2 separate regions of the Zea mays genome follow, and region 2 is linked to region 1. Evidence: chromatin contacts called from public Hi-C data. All regions are on one chromosome and are shown on one strand. The core of a region is the stretch at or near the end of the contact, and the rest is flanking DNA. Distances in the headings are between cores, read along the strand shown. Region 1 has its middle 12 kb from the start of LOC100383128. Region 2 holds the start of LOC103634831 (GDSL esterase/lipase At1g28590).

Region 1 (3,063 bases), core at 350-2,849:
TGTATCTAGCACCACTGTGCGAAGATAAATAAAGCATGTCTCGTCAGATGGCGAGACCAACATCTTTATTATCAAAACTGAATAACACACAGTCTCTGTCACCGAAGTGATAGTGGATGTGCTGATTGTCTATTCACGAAACTGAAGTTAAGTGTCTGCTTGCTTTTCGTTAACCACTATAACTGTTTTCAGCCCTCTGGGAGCCTTAGGTTTGTACGGAATTGCATTCTGTAGCATCTATTGCAGGAATTCTGAACACTTTCTATTGTATGCCCTGTCTTCTTGCAATAGAGGCAGGTCTCAGGGGATCTGAGAAACAGTCTGATTGTTGCATATAGAAAACATCGTGATCATGTTTGATCTTATTCTTGAACCTTTCTTAGAGGTCTTGTTCTGTTTGAGGATTCTTAGTTTGGGAAGATTGATAGAATCACTTATTTGACTTATCAACCTTTCCTCCTTCTAGACAAACTATGTCACGAGTTGATCTATATAGCACTTGTCCATTTAGACAGGTGTTTTACTGATCATGAAATGTCTCATATTCTGGAATAGCACCCTCAATAAGATCCTGGATGAGACTCTTATTATGACCAAGTACATTACACTTGGATCTTTTTCAGTTGACCTTATAGATGATGTACTGCGCCATCTTAAGGTCATCCTAAGGTGAGCCTACTGTAGGCTTAGTGGGTTTCTTAAACCACAGTGAGGAATCTATTTCATTCACTGTAGTTATCATTTAAATCTTTTCCCGCCATAAGTGATAATAAATACCACATAGCGGTTTAATATACCTTATCTGACCAACTAGTAGGCCAATATGTGCACTTTTGCAAAGTAAAACAGAAAATATTTAGGACATCTGAAGTAAATACTGAAACATAGAACTTGCATGAATTAAATATTCGACGTTGGTCAAATAATAACCATGTCTGGTCTACAAAAATTTCTTGTTCTAAAATTCTAAACCATCGTTGGATGATCTAGAAAACTTGATTCTTGTATAAAATGTGGCAATAATATTCGACGTTGGTCAAAATATTCAATTACCACAAAAATTCTGAATTTCTATGCACTTAAAGAGAATTAATCCACGTAGGCTTCATAATAAACAATAATGCATAGAAAAACAAATAATAATCTGGTTCTAAAATTCTAAAACCATCGTTGGATGATCTAGAATATATATACTTCTGTTCAAAATGTGGTAACAATATCTAACGTTGGTTAAAATATTCCGTTACCACAAATTTTCTGAATTCTATGCAATTCAAAACAATAATTAATCCACGTTGGTTTCATAATCAACTGAGAATTGCATAAAATATATATAAATAAAAGTACCAAAGTACGTAGCGGAATAAAATAGTCCATAAATATGTCTGTAATTTTCTATAACTAAAAAAAGATAATTCTGAATTTTCTGCACTATTTTTCTTATTTCTTTTCTGGTTTTCTAATTCCAGGAATTAAAAAAAAACCATGAAAAAAATTTGGAGGCCATTTCGGCCTGGGCGGCCTTAAGGCCCAGCCTAGGCGGCCCACTCAAGCGCCAGCAGGGGAGCGGCCGCGCGCCTAGGCCACAACCTGGGCCTGGGCCGCGCTTTTGGCCCATGCGGGGCGCTCTTTACCACCCGCCGAGATTCTGGCCGTTCAGCTAGATCAACGGCTCAGATTCTTGCGCATGCTGGTTATATATTGCGGTAAAATCGGACCCTAGGGAAAAACCCTAACCATTCTACTTCTTTCCCCAGGCGCCACAAAAAAATCTGGCCGGCCGCCAGGATCTATTGGCCGACGGCGCCTCTCCTCCTCTCTCTGTATTCTATTTTCTCTCTCAGCCACGCAGAACTTCAGCCGCCATAAAATTCTGGTTCCTGGCCGACCAATCCCTTCAGCTGGGCTGTGCGCCACAGAGAGATTTTTGCTTCTCACTGTTCTTTTTATTTCTTCTGGCCGCACTAGTACTCGGCCGCCAGGGAGAACCGGTCAATGGCACTGTGCATTTGAACTCGACCGGCACTGTCTTTTCTCTCTGTTCTTGCCTTCAGCTCACCGTCTATTCATTTTTTTAAGGCGTTCTGTTCAGCCGTCGGCAAGCTATCCCTTCTCTCTCTGTTATTGTGCACCGAGCTGCTCTCTGTTTTTATTTAATTATTCCGAGCAGCTCGTGCTAGTGACCTCAGCCGCTGGCCCTATGGAGACTTGAGGACCGGACCCCGCAGACCTTGCCGCTGGTGAGCTCATCCCCGCGCATCCCCGCGGGCGGGTGAGCCGCTGTCGGCTGGGAGCTGACGATGGTCCAAAACGTCGGGTCGAAAAAATTGAGTCGGTTTTATAACCGTCTTCAACCTTTGAACTCGGATCTAGTCCTCATTTACTCGAATCCTCCACTGTGAATGAATGTAAGAAATGGATCTAATGTAATATTCGGGATCGAGTTATGAGTTGATAAAACGTAGATCCGAGATCTTGCGTTATTTCTGTTATTTTTTTCTGTGATGATTTTCTGTACCTTTTCTAATCTGTTCTGCCATCTAGGCCGTGGATGTAAAAGATCCCGAGCCACTGTGATCTCTGTTGACCCAGATTTAAAACTGATTAGGGTTAGGTTATTAAACCCTAACCCTAAAACATCGATCTGTTTTTACTATCTCGAATCTTCTGGGTTTGGCCGAGACCAAATCTCTGTTAGTGGCCAAAACCCTAGATTTAGGGTTAGGTAAACCCTAACCCGAGAGATAAAAAATATTCTTTCTATTTTAATCTATCTGTTCTCGGGTGATAAACGAAAAAAAATAGTTCAATCATGTTGATCTGAGACTTTTCTGTGATCTCATAAAACTGATGCGGATTAGGAGATCTAGGGTTCTTAGGACGGCTCTGATACCATTGTTAGAATCTATACTGTATAGGATCGATTTCTAAGTCCCTAGAATACCAATCCGTAACTGAAAGTAAAACCTTGATGACGTGTAGATCTGATCTACTGATCTAATGAGAGGAACAGGGAAACACACCTTTGTTGTTGGCATCGGGATCCGAGCTGCTGTAGGCTGT
Region 2 (2,700 bases), core at 136-2,635, 230 kb after region 1:
ATGAATGTAAATACTAATAGCATTTACTATTTTTATTCCATATATCGCCCTTCCCTGTCGATTTGTTATGATTTTCTCTTCCTTGTTTTCTTCTTCTACAAAACTTTTAAGAGGAAAGCTTCAAGTCAATATCTAGAACCCCAGGATTGGCGCAGCTTTCTCAGCCCTTGGCACAGTGTGAGCAGCTCGCCAGCTCCTGCTCGGGTGGCCACTGGCCACAGGATCATCCTTCTTCCTTCCTGCATGCAGGCGACACAGTGGGCTCTTATTTGTTCTTACGAATTAGGCCCAACTAAAACCAACGAGGTAACACAGGCCTGCTGCAGGTATGATTTTTTTCCCTTCGTCTAGTACTTGCGAGTGTTAGGCTGCCAAAAACATAACTCCAGCGGCGTTCCTATTATATCCCTCAGATTTAAGTGAGTTCTTGATCCAACCCTCATTAAGCTATCTGGAGCAGTCTTACTTATTAAAACTCCTATTTCAAACTCCACTATATAAATTAACAACATAATTTATAGTGTAAAAGATATGAAACAATATTTTGCACTGTGATATGCGCAGTCTGCTGACCATAGCCTTATTGGGGCCTTTGCAGGAAGAACTGCAATCACCGTTTCATCGTTTTCCTGCACGACATCTCTCCTCGTTCACTCCTCATGCCAAGCGTTTCCTACCTGCATCTAGGGTGGCAATGAGTTCTAAATTTCACACTATATAGTTTAAGGATCGAAGCAAATTAGGATCGAACTTCATTTCTATCCATTTTGAACAAAAATTATCAAAGGTCCTAACTTATTGTGAACAAACATTTAGATCGTGATCCATTATCACCCCTACCTGCATCCCTCGCTAGCACACGCCGCTCGCATACCCGTTGTCATGTATATATGATAGGTTACATCGATAGATACTAGAGTCCATTCCGTTCGGTACCGTGCAATTAGCACTAGGTGTAGCTCTCTACACTTGATTGTAGTTTATAGTACTGAAAGGGAAATGTGTACTTAGGTTATTTCTAGTTGTTTTGGTGATTATATGCTCAACACATTACTATAGACTAACAACTTCACATCTGAGCATGAGCACAGATGTTTGTAAAGGCAAATTAAGAAATATAAGGAAAAATGCATTTTGGAGCATAATGCAAATCCCATTGCATTGAAGGAACAAAGGTATCACTATCGGAATTCGGCTTTTTGTCGAGTGTCAAATGATTTGCCAAGTGTTTTTTTCGGGCATTCGGCAACGAAGCTTTTTGCCGAATGCCAAGCAAAAAACCCTCGGTAAAAAAACATTCGACGAAAAACTCTTTGACGAGTGTTTTTTTTGCACTCGACAAAGAGTCTTTGCCGAGTGTTTTATTTTTGAACACATAAATTATACATATAGATGGTCCTAACTGTCATAGACACGAGATGACATAATAACATAAACCTAAAAGTGAGGGTGGCAAAATAACAAATTTCTCCTCCGGTAGTCAGGCTACGTGGGCCCCACCCCCACCTTCTCTGGACGTCTGGTGGGCTATGTACGGAACACTTCAGCATGCGACCTCTCCTGCAGCGGGCCGGCCCATTTCTACACACCAGTCCATCCCGCTTTCTGTTCAGAGATCTCGGACGTTGGACCTGAGGCCCGAGCCGGGTAGCCGAGCAAAGCGAGAGCTCCCCTCTCCCTGTCTCCTCGTCTGTGACTGTGCGCCGCCATCGCCCGTCGACCAGCGCCGTCCGCCCGCTCGAAAACTGAGACGCACGCTGCCCGCGCATCGCCGTGGCCTGCTCCAGTCTGTGGAAAAGTGACGAACCAACTCGGGGAATTCTACTCTCGAGGCCGCCACCTCCGCCTCCGCCTCCAGCCCTCCACCGACTACTGTCTGGAACTGGAAGTGTACCACTACTATTCAATTGGCCCTAGCCCTCGCATAGCACGATGCCGCCGCCGCTGCTTGAGTTCGCGATCCTCGCCACTGCCTGCAGGTTCAGCAAGCCCCTTACCGGTACGCATCGTGTCCACCTCCTTCCTCTTCTCATTGCCCGAGGAAACTCTACTATCTAACGAGTTCATCGTTCACGCGATGGAATCCTCTGTCCAACTGCAAAATATTCCAATTTCTGCTCTATGGAGACGGGGACTAATCCGCTGCCGATGCTGGTGTTTGTGCGCAGTTCTCAGGAGGCTTGGCGTTCTTGGCCCACCAACCGTTCGACGCAATGCCGCAGAGGCGTTCGTGCCTTCACCGTTTCGCCAGGTTGTCGTTCAGAGTGGAAAGCTTCTTGGGACACCAAGGTTCTGCCACACCACTGCCGGCATGTCAGAATGTCTCCCGGACGTCTACGCCAGTCAGGTACTGAAGGTTCTCAAGTCCACCAGTGCTGACAACACGGATCTCAGCGGTGCTCTTCATCAGTTCGCGGTCCACATGGATGAGGATATTATCCTCATGGTCCTCCAGAAGCAGCGGTCCAACTGGCAGGTCGCCCTGGCATTCTTCAACTGGGCGGCAACCCTGCCGGGGTATGCCCACGGGTCAAGGGCCTACACCGAGATGCTGGACATTCTTGGGCGGATGAAGAAGGTCAGACACATGAGGCAGCTGTTTGACGAGATTCCTGAGGAGCGACGTCAGGTGGTCGTGACGAATAAGATGTTTGCCGTGCTGTTGAACCGGTACGCTGGTGCGCACAAGGTGCAGGAGGC

The links. Hi-C and Micro-C count contacts between places; a contact is called where the count stands out from the background.
Region 2: a Hi-C map of bundle sheath shows a contact between it and region 1, with 2.6 times the contacts expected there. The contact joins the promoter of LOC103634831 here to the enhancer-like site in region 1. A contact is called at or near these places in 5 of 25 Hi-C or Micro-C datasets (bundle sheath, ear, leaf and 2 more).

The regions. Positions count from the first base shown.
Region 1 is chr8:15,050,387-15,053,449 of Zm-B73-REFERENCE-NAM-5.0, forward strand. No RefSeq gene overlaps it. Among protein-coding and RNA genes, the nearest start is that of LOC100383128, 12 kb to the left of the region's middle. Within about 2 kb of position 1,600, at least 20 of the 20 cell types and tissues checked have an H3K27ac peak or open chromatin away from gene starts, as enhancers often do. A contact at or near this core is called in bundle sheath, ear, leaf and 2 more, where this site is marked.
Region 2 is chr8:15,284,341-15,287,040 of Zm-B73-REFERENCE-NAM-5.0, forward strand. It overlaps LOC103634831 (GDSL esterase/lipase At1g28590), which reads right to left and starts at 1,386. Exons shown (of 4, transcript XM_008657421.2): 1 at 1-1,386. LOC100192076 (GTP binding protein) reads left to right here and starts at 1,681. Exons shown (of 2, transcript NM_001137499.1): 1 at 1,681-1,999; 2 at 2,169-2,700. The coding sequence starts at 1,933.